Regions from separate parts of the Mus musculus genome. Here region 2 is linked to region 1. Evidence: chromatin contacts called from public Hi-C data. All regions are on one chromosome and are shown on one strand. Each heading gives the region's core, a stretch centred on a gene start, on an enhancer-like site or on the middle of the called end of the contact. The rest is flanking DNA. Distances are from core to core; before and after follow the strand shown. Region 1 holds the start of Stmn2 (stathmin-like 2). Region 2 has its middle 33 kb from the start of Gm32496.

Region 1 (5,951 bases), core at 1,170-3,669:
TTTCTCTCTATTATTTGCAAGCAAATGTGACCTAATTCATTCAAAAGATAGTCATCTTCTTCCAAAGCATTTTATTTCAGAAAGAGGTATATGTTTTTTTTTCATTTTTATACATTTTAGGCAATAAAAAGAAGCTTAGCTAAGTTTGTAATATAAAAAGTGTAAACATCATTCAAAAAGTAGCTGTTGATTACATGAACTAGCTAAAGAAGTAAGAAGGCAATGTACTGAATATGAAGTAAACTTCCAATTCCTATTTTGCCATAATTTCCCAGAACAAGAAGCATGATAACACATTGTGGTGTCAAAAAAATAAAAGGCATTAATCTATATAGACACAAATCTTTTAATCCATCTCACTTTCTTATCCAATTGACAATAACTCACTATCTTGGTGTTTTATAGTAATTTATACTAAGCTATCCCCTCTTTATTTGGAAAATCATACAGAGCTGTGGTGAAGTGGCTAGAACTTCCAAAAAGTCACAATTGTTTTAAAAGCCACTCATCTGATATTTGCCCCTGCACACACTGACCTCTTTCTCCTGCTCCTGTCTCTCAGGAAGGAATACTCAGTGGAGAGTAAAAAATGAGGACTGCATTGTGTTTTGTGCTACAAGTGCAATAGATCTCATTGAATTGCCAATTGTAACTGTTAAAGACATTATGTCATGGCTGAGGGTCCCATCCTCCAAGGAGGTTGAAGAGTGTATACAGATGGCACACAGCCTGGGTAGAATGGGGGTGGGGGGATATTACTCACGCAGGCATGCTGAAGATTCCTCATCTTCTGGTTGCTAACTAGCCTTCAGAGAAGGAAGAAGCTCTCACATTTATACTGGGAAATGACTTTGGGGAAAGAAAAAAAATGATCATTTTTTTTCCAAACCCTGCCAATTTCCTACAGTACTCTATCTGCATCATAGTCATGGACCTGTTCGATGACAGAAATAATTTCTCATCTTCCTGCTCAAGAAATAATTGTATTGATCTTCATTTTATTTTTTTTTTCCCTGTGATTCAGCAGGTCAGGAATGCTCCCATCCCAGTAGCTTCCTGCCAGTCAGCAAGTCATCCAGAGTGTGAAGACGCTTTACAAAGTAACCGGAAGTGCAGAGCCATTTCAGCACCACGGACAGCGCTTCTGCTTTTCTGTTCAGGATACTTAAAAAAAAAATTTTTTTTTAAGTGTAACCTAGTAACTACCAAACAATTTACCAATGGGCAAAATCTTAATTTTTGATACCTTTAAAGTTAAAGAGTGTTTCATTCATGTTCACACTGCAACGATGTTCTTTTTTTTATTTTTTTTCATCTCTGAGATGGAAGTATCTCTTTCTTGCTATTTTTAAATCTCAACCACAATTCCTACATGAGTTTAGGCTGATACAATGTCAGTACAGTAGAGTTCAATCCTGCACATCAAAAGTTCCATGAACACAGGTCCAAAAAGTATCCCTGATGCTGTGTCTCCAGTGCTCTGCACATGCTCAGAAAATATAGGAATTGAGAAAGAATGGACATTTGCTAAATGTTTTTTGAAGTGAACGAATGAATGAGTGAATGAGTGAATACCTTGTTTATAATGTTTCAAAGTTCATTGCACTTCATAGTGCTTAATCTGACTGTGAATGCAGGAAAAATCACTCCTTGTCCAAGTTCGTGTGCTTTCTTGCATCATGTCCTTAGATGGAACTTACATCTCTGCCCAGGTAGCCAACAGTCCTCTCCTCTATGCTAAAGGGAGGAAAAGACAGCCACCCTCCCTCTGTTATAAGACCCTCCTGAGATCATGCACTCTGGAGCCCAGCTATGCTAGAAAGAAAGACCAGTAGCCCAGGCCATTTCTGAGCTGCCACCACAGCCAGACATGGGTTGGTTTGGGAATTCCATCATATATTAGGGAGGCCAGGATTCACCAAGGGCAGGGCCAAAGGTAAAAGAGAAAATAAGAAACACTGGTAACACAAGCTTTAAACAGATTTTTCCAAAACTCAGCACACTGGGGTGGGTTCTCAGGCCCCTGAGTCTATTCCTTCTCTGTGCCAATCTATGCAATGACACATGTTTGAGCAAAGTATAGCCTCCTGGGTACAGGTAAGCACAGCCCAGTCCTTAGCTCCAAGGAGGCTTCCAGGCTAAGGCACCACTCCACTTGGACTGTACTATTGGGCTCCAAAATGGGGGGGAGCTTCCAGACAAGGACTGATTTCCATTTCAAACTGCATTCTGGTACTTTGTACTCCAGCACCATTGGCCGATCAATATTTAATGCTTGGAGATTCTCACTCTGCGGGAGTCATGTCAGGGGACCCTGAGAGCCAATCTGCTTGAGCTTCTGCGTGATAATTATTCATGGGCTCCTGCCTCTTGCTCTTTCTCTAGCACGGTCCCACTCTGCAGACTCAGTGCCTTACTCAGACTCCTCTCTCGCTCTCTCCGCGGCTACAGCTGGACCCTTCTCCTTTGCCTTCGCCACCACTCCGTGCGTGCACATCCCTACAATGGCTAAAACAGCAATGGGTAAGAATCGCGTTTTGCTCCCCACGGGCTCTATCTGGAGCCAATCTCTCCCTTTCTCTCTCGGATCTCTAAAGACATTAAAAGATATTTTATAAAGGGAAAGACATTCATGACAGGAACCGGGAAAGGTTGGAGGGAGCTCTAAGAGACCAAAGGGGGAAGGGTGTCTTTGAAAAACTAAAGTAAATGGTTTCTTTTTAAAAGATAGAAGCAGGTAAGTTTTCCTCCAATGGGTAGGAATTTTATTCTGCTTCCATATTTAAAACTAAAGTGTCCATCAGAGGGGAGGGGGCTACCTTAACGATTTGCCTTTAGTGAGGTGAAGGGACATTTCGGAAAGTGGTTTTGAACGTCCTATATTTATTCTGTAGTTTAAAAAGATAATAGGGACAGGAAGGGAGTGATGTTGGAATAAAAGAGAAAATGCAAAGTCAAAGCGGTCCCATCCTGGAGGTTTGAGAGAGGAGTGGGAACGGGGGAGGGGAGTGGGCACATTTAATGGTATTGTCTATCTTGGAAAAACCACTAGTCTTGGGGCGCGGTGCGGGGAGGTAAGGCGGCCGGAGGGGTGGGGTAGGACCTTAGCTCCTTTGTTTTAGGAAGAGGGAGGGGAAACAGGAGGAGGGCGTGGAGGGCGCGGGTGGGCAGCTGCAGGGGCGGGAGAGCGTGCGCGGCAGGGAGGGGTAAAGGGACCTGGCTTCCCAAGGCGCCGGGGTGGGGTTTCTTTGTGTGTGAAGCAATGGTGGGAGTGTGGGGGGGGGCACCTGCAGCGCTGGGCATACTATGCGGACAGCCCCACCCTGTGCAGAGTCAAGCTGTCCCCACCCGGACCCAGCTCCACACCCTCAGTAGAATGGGGGCCTAATGGGGAGCTCAGCACAACACTGAAAAACCCAACCCTGCGGGAACGGCAGAGCCCCGCCACGCCCCACTCACTCATTAGCAGCCTGCGTGCCTGACCTGACCGCTAACCTCAGCCGCTCCACCCTGGCCTCATTGTTCTTCGTTAACATATTTTTCAGAACCACATTAAATAGGATATTTAAACATAGTGGCAAAAAAAAAATCAAAAAAGGGAAAGAAGCAGGGGGTGGGGGAGCTATTCTGAACTCCTTGGGTCATTTCGGGGGGAGGGGAGGGGGCAATTAGGGAACCTAGAAGGGTATACAGAAAATAATACAGATAAAGATGTGTAAGGGTGACATAAAGCAAAAGAGGTCAAGGTCTTTAAGATGAGCCTCGTGCAATTTCAATTTTGTGGGTCAGACGGAGCCAAATCTGTAAAACCGCAATAGAGTCCAGTCTAGATCCAGTGCCATCGTTCCGAAAAGGTCCTGTGCTTGTTTCCCTAGGGTAGACAGCCTGGGAGGGGCCTGCACTGGGGAAGCGGCTAGAACCACACACACACACACACACACACACACACACACACACACACACACACTAGATCGAGCTACTGATGCAGAGCAGGAAAAAGGATATGGACTGGCTCCACCCTGCCCTGCCCCACCCTGTCTGCGGAGCCCTGAAGACTCAGGCTCCAGGCTGGCTCCCACGAACTTGGGTGGGGCTGCTGAACAGTCTGCAGTCCGGGCACCCCTCTTTCTAGCCCCGCCTTCCAGAACAGCCCCAAACCCCTCAGGGTGTGCACACATCTGCCCAGGCTCAGGGTCGCAGGACTAAGCCCCTCCCAGCGGATAGAGGCTGTGCAGAAAGGCGAGCCAAGCCTGGCCGCACAAAGACGCAGCCGCGCCCTGCTGGGCCCCTGGACCACAGAGGTGACCCCCTTCCCTGTGGTTCGGGAAGGTGTCCTTGCCCATGCAGAATCCAAGGACCTTTTTCCCAAGCCCAAGCCCATGGCCTTGTGTTCTGGGATAGAGACCCCACTGAGGGTCCTCCAATGGGGCGTGGCTCGACCCCACCCCTCGTTGCTACAACCAAAGCCAGTGAGCTTGGGGAGCAAGCACGTGGCGATCGCGCGTGGACCCGGGCCAGCCCTGCAGCTCTCGCCTTCCTCTCGGAACTGGGCTCTCGCCCCCACAGAGTATCCCAGGAGAGGGTTCTGCGCAGTGTCCTGAGCTACTCTCGGTTGCCACAATTTGCTATCAAGTCGCTTGTCCAGAAGGGTTCTGATGGGGTTTGGGGAGATTTTCCTGCTCTGTCTGTCCCACGGAGAGGTTTCAGCTGCAGACGACTGGCTAGTTACTCCTTGTGACCAGAATTGTGATTCCTTAGAAATCATCATGATTATTAGTCCAAGACTCACTTATCTCCTCTTAAGTCTCATTTGTTCAAAAAGTATGCTGGTCCCTTTTGGTACCGATTAACCCCTTGCCACTAATCTTCCTGATCATCTTTGCCAACCTCCATCCTCTTCCCATACACAACCACAAAACAATTCTATCTGCTTCTGTCCATTTCAGTTTCTATAAAGCAGATGCATTTTGACTTCCCGTTGCTGTGTTGTATGTTCTTGTGGGTGGGATGTGTGCGCTGGTACTTGCTAAGGACAGCCTATGCACCAGATGATCGCTGGGAAATTCTCCACAGAGAATTGTTTTTGTTTCAATGGGCAAAAATTATATATAACTGAGATGTTATGCCCCTCCACAAGAGGATACAACACATACATACATACATACATACATACATACATACATACATACATACATACGTTTATGCACGCATTTTTTATTGTTTCCCCCCAAAAATTCCTCTTCCAAGTGCTTTTTGATACAGTCTCAATTCTACCCAGAAAAACGGATCGTAAAATGGTGACCACCAACCAATGAAACTCCCACCCCACAGATGACAGGTGCCAAGGTCCCTTCTGCCATAATTAGACCGCACTTGTGAAAGTGAGAAGAGACATTACCTCCGCAGTGAAAAGGGTGCCGTTTTGGGTTTTGTTTTTTTTAAAGCATCCCATTGCAAAGGGTAATCAATTAATCTGCAAGGACAGTGCTTTTTCTCCTGATTCATTAAACAATCTATGTATTCAGCATGTTTGCTCTAAGTACATATTGTACCGCCCATTATCTTCTCAAATGGGGGCACAGTATAAACTAAAGCATAAACAATTAGAAATAAAAAATAGAAGATTTTACCAGGATTTCAGGGGGGAAATAAAGAAATAAACGGAGCTTGATAATCAATTACAAATATCTAAGTCATACTCGTAGAGTGGGTGGCAGTAAGCAGGGTTCTGCCCTGTGAAGCACATCGTCAGGCTCTGGAACAATGATGTCTATCATTGAATCTGTGGTGTTTGCCTGCACATGTTAAAAATCTATGAGGAAAAGCATGTTTTTAAATGACCGTTAAGATTCGATTCGTTGTAGATTGAAAAATTAAATTCTAGACCTCTGTTTCATCAAAATTCCTAGCAGTTTTGCACTGACTTACTTACAAACAGATTTGTGGGTTGT
Region 2 (5,951 bases), core at 2,232-4,731, 86 kb after region 1:
TGGAACTGAGGGCCTGTGGCCACACACACCTTGTATAAAACTTACACTTAATTTCTTCTTATCACTGCATTCTGCTAAGTTGACACAGCTTTAAACCTGCTCCTAATGCTTACCTCTGTCTTCATAAGTCAGCAGATCAGTCAACCCTCACTAGAGACGCTTCTTTTTTGTGGTAGGTGACAAACTGCCATAAATTTAACACAGAGACCCAGGCACAATCTCCAGAGAATAAGAGACTAGACTGGTCTTCCTTAAACTGTGATATCTAATTTTTAAGTGTATCTCTGAGTGTGTTGGTTTAAATACGTTTGGGCCCTGTGGATTCATGTGTTTGAATATTTGGCCCGTGGGAAGTGGCACTATTAGAAAGTGTAGCCTTGTTGAAGGACGTGTGTCACTGTGGGAGTGGACTTTTAGGTCTCCTGTGCTCAGGCTCTTCCCAGTGCAGATGATGACAGCCTCCTCCTGGCTGCCTTCCGATCAAGACGTAGAACTCTTGGTTCCTCAAGCACTATGTCTACCTGCATGCTGCCATGTTTCCCACCGTGATGATAATGGACTGAATCTCTAAGCCTATAAGATAGGCCCATTTAAAATTTTCTTTATAAAAGATGCCTTGGCCATGTTGTCTTTTCACAACAATAAACCCCTAAGTAGTGTGTGTGTGTGTGTGTGTGTGTGTGTGTGTGTGTGTGTGTGTGTGAATATGAATGGAAAAGAGTATTACCTGCTCTTGCATAAGATCCAAGTTTGGTTTGGTTTGGATTTTGTTTCAGTTTTCTTTGTATTTCTATGTTTTAATTGATTGGTTGGTTGGTTGGTTGGTTGGTTGGTTGGTTAATTGATTGTTTGATTGATTGATTGATCGATTGACTGATTGATTGATTATTGGGCTTTTGTTTGGTTTTTGAGAGACAGAGAAAGAACATGAAGTTCATAGGTAGTGAGGTGAGGAGGACCTGGGAGGAGCTGGAAGAGTGGAAAAAAATATGATCACAAAGTGTGAAAAGTATTTTTAAAGCCAATAAGTACCAAATAAGAAATCTCAAAGGATTAATAACTTGACTATCAGTCACTAAGCATGTGCATACTGTATTAGGGCAAAAGGAACAATAACCTGGTGATTTTATACCATAACCAATGACAGTAACTTCAAATGAACACATCTTGAAGAAAAAAGGGTTTGCTGAACTGAAGATTAAACCTTAGTCTCACGTGAGGCGCCGTAGCACGTAGTAAGTCTACATGCATAGTCGATTTGTCATTATCGTTGTTGTTGATGGTGATGGTGGTGGTGACAGTAGAGTCTCATTATGTTGCCCAAGCTGACCTTGAGCTCTCTTGTATTCCAAGCAGGCTTTAAACTGAGTTTCCCAAGTGGTACACCCTACACCACCAGGAGTAGGTTGAGTTAATTATTTTCATTCTCTAAGTGATACTAGAAATAATTTAAAAGACAAAGCTTTTAAAATGTATTTGTGCCAAGCATGGCAGTGCATAACTCAACCTTACTACTAGGGGGTGTGAGGGCAGGAGGATCAGGAGTTCTTAGTCAGCCTTGATGATGGAGCAAATTTGGGCTACGTGAGACTTCATCTCAAAAAATCATAAATATAATAATAAACAAAATATAATAGATAACTCAGAGGCTTTTCTTCTCCTGCTTCACAATTAAAGCCTTTCCAAGTATAGGCTAGATCTAAGCCAGTCAGTGGTGGTCTGTAGGGGACACAAACAAGGCTCTGAGGAGAAGTAACTTAAACAGAGCCCAGAATGAGTACGCCCTGGGAAGGGAGTACAGAATCTGTAGAACTTTACTGCAACCTTGTGAGCTCAGTAAGCAACCCTGAGACTGGCAGAAGCCCTCGTGGAAACCATGGGTGCACAGTTTCCCCAGTGCTCACACAGCCTGAGGGGGCTGGCCACCTTTGCCTTCTCTTCTCTGCTCTCCCAAACACTAAACCATAGCCACTCTCCTCCCTTCCATCCCTCTGCCATCAGCCATTCCCAAAAATATCTTTCTTTATCTCATTCTCGTTCTTTGTAACTCTTATTTTCACGTGTGTAGAAATGACTGTGTGCCACACCCTGTGCATAAGTGCATAGAAACCAGCCTTTAGCTTGGTTGGATACTGCGCTGTTCTCTTCTGAAAACAGAACTCTAGGAAGCAAACGTCACCACTTCCTTCTCTAACAGTGGCTGCCACTGACCCACAGATAGTGTTCTCTGCCCTTCAGCACCTCTGGCAGGATGCAGACATCATCCCACGCTTCTCCCTCCAACGCTGCTGACCAGCAGTGGTCATAGCTTTCCATCACCAGGTCCTTCCCAGCTGTACATCTGTGCGTGCAGTTTTCCTGGATTGAGGACCCTCCTCCAGCACGTGTACTGATTCCAATGCCCTCCTTTGGGAACCTGGGAACACCACTCCGTCCCCTGAACGTCTCAGAATGGGCAGCTCTCTTCTCTTCCCATCACCCTTTGCTCATCACTGCCCACGGCTACCACATCGACACTGAAATCACTAACCTATCCCATGAACTTTACTGAGGGGTGTTAAGTGCCAAATGTTTAGATAGTTACTGGAAACACAGAAGGAACTACATGGAAATGAGCTTTGTCTCCGCCCACTTCACTCCCTGCACATCTAATCTATGAGGGTAAATTTACAGTAAACAATGAGACTGAATATGAATGTTTGTATTCAACAAGTGACGAAAGTCAGAACCTGTTAGGAAAATGGAGAAACAGCAACTGACAAACGTTCAGAGAATTTCCTCTGAAGCGACAGCAGAGCGCCGCGCACACAGTAGGAACTCGCTGGGTTTCCTTAACCGTTGGACAGAGCTAAAGATGAGTAGACATGAGGAACGCACGAAGGTGTACAATATCACTGCGGGGAGAGGATAGCACTGGGAAGACTTTACAAAGGAGATAGGGAGACTGGCCCATCTCACTTCCCTTTCAGGACAAAAATGTGAGATCCCTCTGAGCCACCAGGGGGCAGTGTTTAATCACAAGTGATGAGAACTCCCTGGACCAAGGCTGCACTGAATGTTTGCAGACAGTACCTTTAGGAAATAGTATATAACATAATATAATATATATATAATATAAGCAAAGTGTTATTCACTCCCTCCACATCGGTAATAAACACAACCCTCAAAGATGATAAAATGATAGTGGGATTAAAATCTATGAAGGCGGGATGCACTCATATTCAGAGTTCTGCAATTAGCCTTATCTGCCAGACTGAATCCTTACTTCCTGGTCATTTATCATCTCTGTCACTTGGCTATAGGTCCTAGCAGGTATTCATAATAGGTGCAAAGGAATTTTCCGGTTCCTCTTCGGTATTTGTGCTGTTTGAGCACTTCCAAATGCTGCTTCCTTCCTGTTGAATAGCTTTATTTAGCTTCATCTTAGGTTATTCAAACAGATGAGAGGCAATTACCTTTTTTTTTTTTTTTTTTTTTGGCTTGGTAGTGAGGAAAGCAGAGCTGCTTGCTGCTGGCTAGCAGAATGGAAAGAGTCCTCGCTGCTTGCTGCTAGAAGGAGGGAGCAAGCCCTGGCACAGTGCCATTTCTTTGCAAAACTCAGTGACCAGGTGCTTTCCAGAGTGTGTCATTCAAGACACCTAAGGATGTGATTCCTGTCAGAACTAGAGGCCCTGATTGGAGCAAAGAGGGCGTCCCACAGCTTCAGATAATCTTGCAGGAGGAACCAGACACTGTTTCAGGAAGTAAAATGCCATAAAAGTTGGAAGGAAATGACCCAGGCTTTGCTTCCTGGTTATTCAATCAACAGCTATTCACTAAACATCGTGCGTAAAATGTGCAGGAACAGCGATGGAAACACACTTCCTTGTCCTGAGAAACTAGAATTGGATTCTTTTTACAAATATGAGCAGTAGTATAAGAGAGACTAACAGTAAGAGTTCGCTGAATCACCAGGTCACCAAGTGCCCAGTGGAGATGAGATATGAGAGTGTAGATGACAGGGATGAGGTGCAGAGCTTGGCACCACACACCTGCAAGCCCAGACGCAGGGCACTGAGGCAGGAGCTTGGTTTCCTGACCAGCCTGGGACACAGGGTAAGACTGTCTCTTCTTTAAAAAAAATTTAAAAAGTATTAATTTCCTCAGCTACTAGTAATGGGCCACTTATGTTAAAAGACAGAGATATGAATAAGCCATAAGGCCTGGCAGACCATTGAATAAATCATTTATTTGTAATGCTGTGTGTGTGAGAGAGCGAGTGTGTGTTTTACTACATTGAAGATGACTAGATAATTAAAGATAGAAGATGGGCAATTAGAGTTCTCTAGAGGAACAGAACCCAGAGCCTTGCTGATGAAGGGGATTTCCTAGACCATCTTGCAAAGACTACCCACAATGGCTGTTTGAGCCTGAGAACCTCTAGTTGCTCAGACCTCGGAGCTGAATGACATCTTTAATCTGGTGCTAACACCCAAACAGTTCTTAGAAAATCACTGGTCTTCAGCTGGGTTCCGATGGCAGCCAAGGGTGGTGGCTGCTGCATCAAGGGAGATCCCAGGGAGGCACAAGACAGCCAAGAGAACAAGAGGGCACTGCTCCCCACAGACCTGTCTGTACCTGGGAGTCTGCCAGAAGATGGTGCCCACTGCCCTTATTGAATTCTCCCGGAAAGTAACCTTGCATGCCCATCCAAAGGAGTCTCTTAGCTGAATCCAGAACCTGCTAAGCTGACAAACAAGATTAACCAAAATTCATTCCTAGATCATACATACATACATACACACACACACACACACACACACACACGCGCGCGCGCGCGCGCGCGCGTAAGGAAGATAGACATACATGTAAGGAAGATAGACAGTCTCTAATGTGAGTGTAGTAATGATAGAAATGATAATGGAGGCGCTAACATAAGTGTCCTGATCTGATAGGGAGATGCTCAATGAAAGATGCTAGACATGAGCTGGCAGTGCCTCAGGGGATAAAGTCAGTCACTGGCAAACCTGAGTTTGATCTTCAGAACATACATGGTGAAGCAAAGAGAGAACTCACTTCACAAAATTGTCCTCTGATTTTTACACACTCACAAACGTAATAAAATTAATAATAATAGCAACAAAAATATTTTTCAAAAGAAAAGTAGAAAAGGTGCTATGTGAGAGATGCCATGTCCTTGCTTGGCTTCAGGAATTGACATAACTTGGGCTGTGAAGGAATGAAGAAAGGACATATACCCAGACATGGAGAAGCTAGATTCTCTGATGGAGGAACTGAAGCATCCCAGAAGCTCAGTGAATTTATTATATACTATTGAACTGGAGGGGAGGGGGGAGGGAGGGAGGGAGGGAGAGAGGGAGGGAGGGAGGGAGAGAGGGAGGGAGGGAAGAAGGGAGGGAGGGAGGGAGGAAGGGAGGGAGGAAGGGAGGAAGGGAGGAAGGGAGGAAGGGAGGAAGGGAGGAAGGGAGGAAGGGAGGAAGGAAGGAAGGAAGGAAGGAAGGAAGGAAGGAAGGAAGGAAGGAAGGAAGGAAGGAAGGAAGGAAGGAAGGAAAGGTTGTTGCATACAGCTGAACAAGGAAGTAGGCTTAGCCAATGCTGTAGGAACAGTCTCGGGGGTGGCTACGGTGAACATTTTCTATCAAGAGTCTCAAACTCAGGCCTGAGAAAGCTTTTGCCCTTCTTCTGAGCCTCACCCTGGTAAAACTGGTGCTTTGCCACTCCAATGGGGCTGAGAGTCTTTGACTGGGAAATATCCATGTCAACAATACATATTGACTCAGGACTTTACTAGCTCCCTGTAGGGGAAACTGGTGTCTTCTAACTGAACTACTGGAGAAAGGATCTTCCAGGTAGGAGGAACTTTCATACGTGCTTGGCAGAGGCAGAAACAGACCTGGTAGTCAATCACACCCAGGCTCAGGGTCAAACTGATTTACCATGGGAGGAGATGG

Evidence for each region. A called contact is a pair of places that touch in the nucleus more often than the background predicts.
Region 2: a contact with region 1 is called in a Hi-C map of cerebellar granule neurons, with 2.7 times the contacts expected there. The contact joins the enhancer-like site here to the promoter of Stmn2 in region 1. A contact is called at or near these places in 6 of 484 Hi-C or Micro-C datasets (the N1E-115 cell line, cerebellar granule neurons, cerebellum and 2 more), 1 of 115 datasets of contacts at active chromatin or transcription factors (embryonic stem cells) and 2 of 9 other capture datasets (adipose tissue and liver).

What each region holds. Positions count from the first base shown.
Region 1 is chr3:8,507,108-8,513,058 of GRCm38.p6, forward strand. It overlaps Stmn2 (stathmin-like 2), which reads left to right and starts at 2,420. Exons shown (of 5, transcript NM_025285.2): 1 at 2,420-2,523. The coding sequence starts at 2,505.
Region 2 is chr3:8,591,895-8,597,845 of GRCm38.p6, forward strand. No RefSeq gene overlaps it. Among named protein-coding and RNA genes, the nearest start is that of Gm32496, 33 kb to the right of the region's middle. Within about 2 kb of position 3,482, at least 20 of the 459 cell types and tissues checked have an H3K27ac peak or open chromatin away from gene starts, as enhancers often do. A contact at or near this core is called in adipose tissue and cerebellar granule neurons, where this site is marked.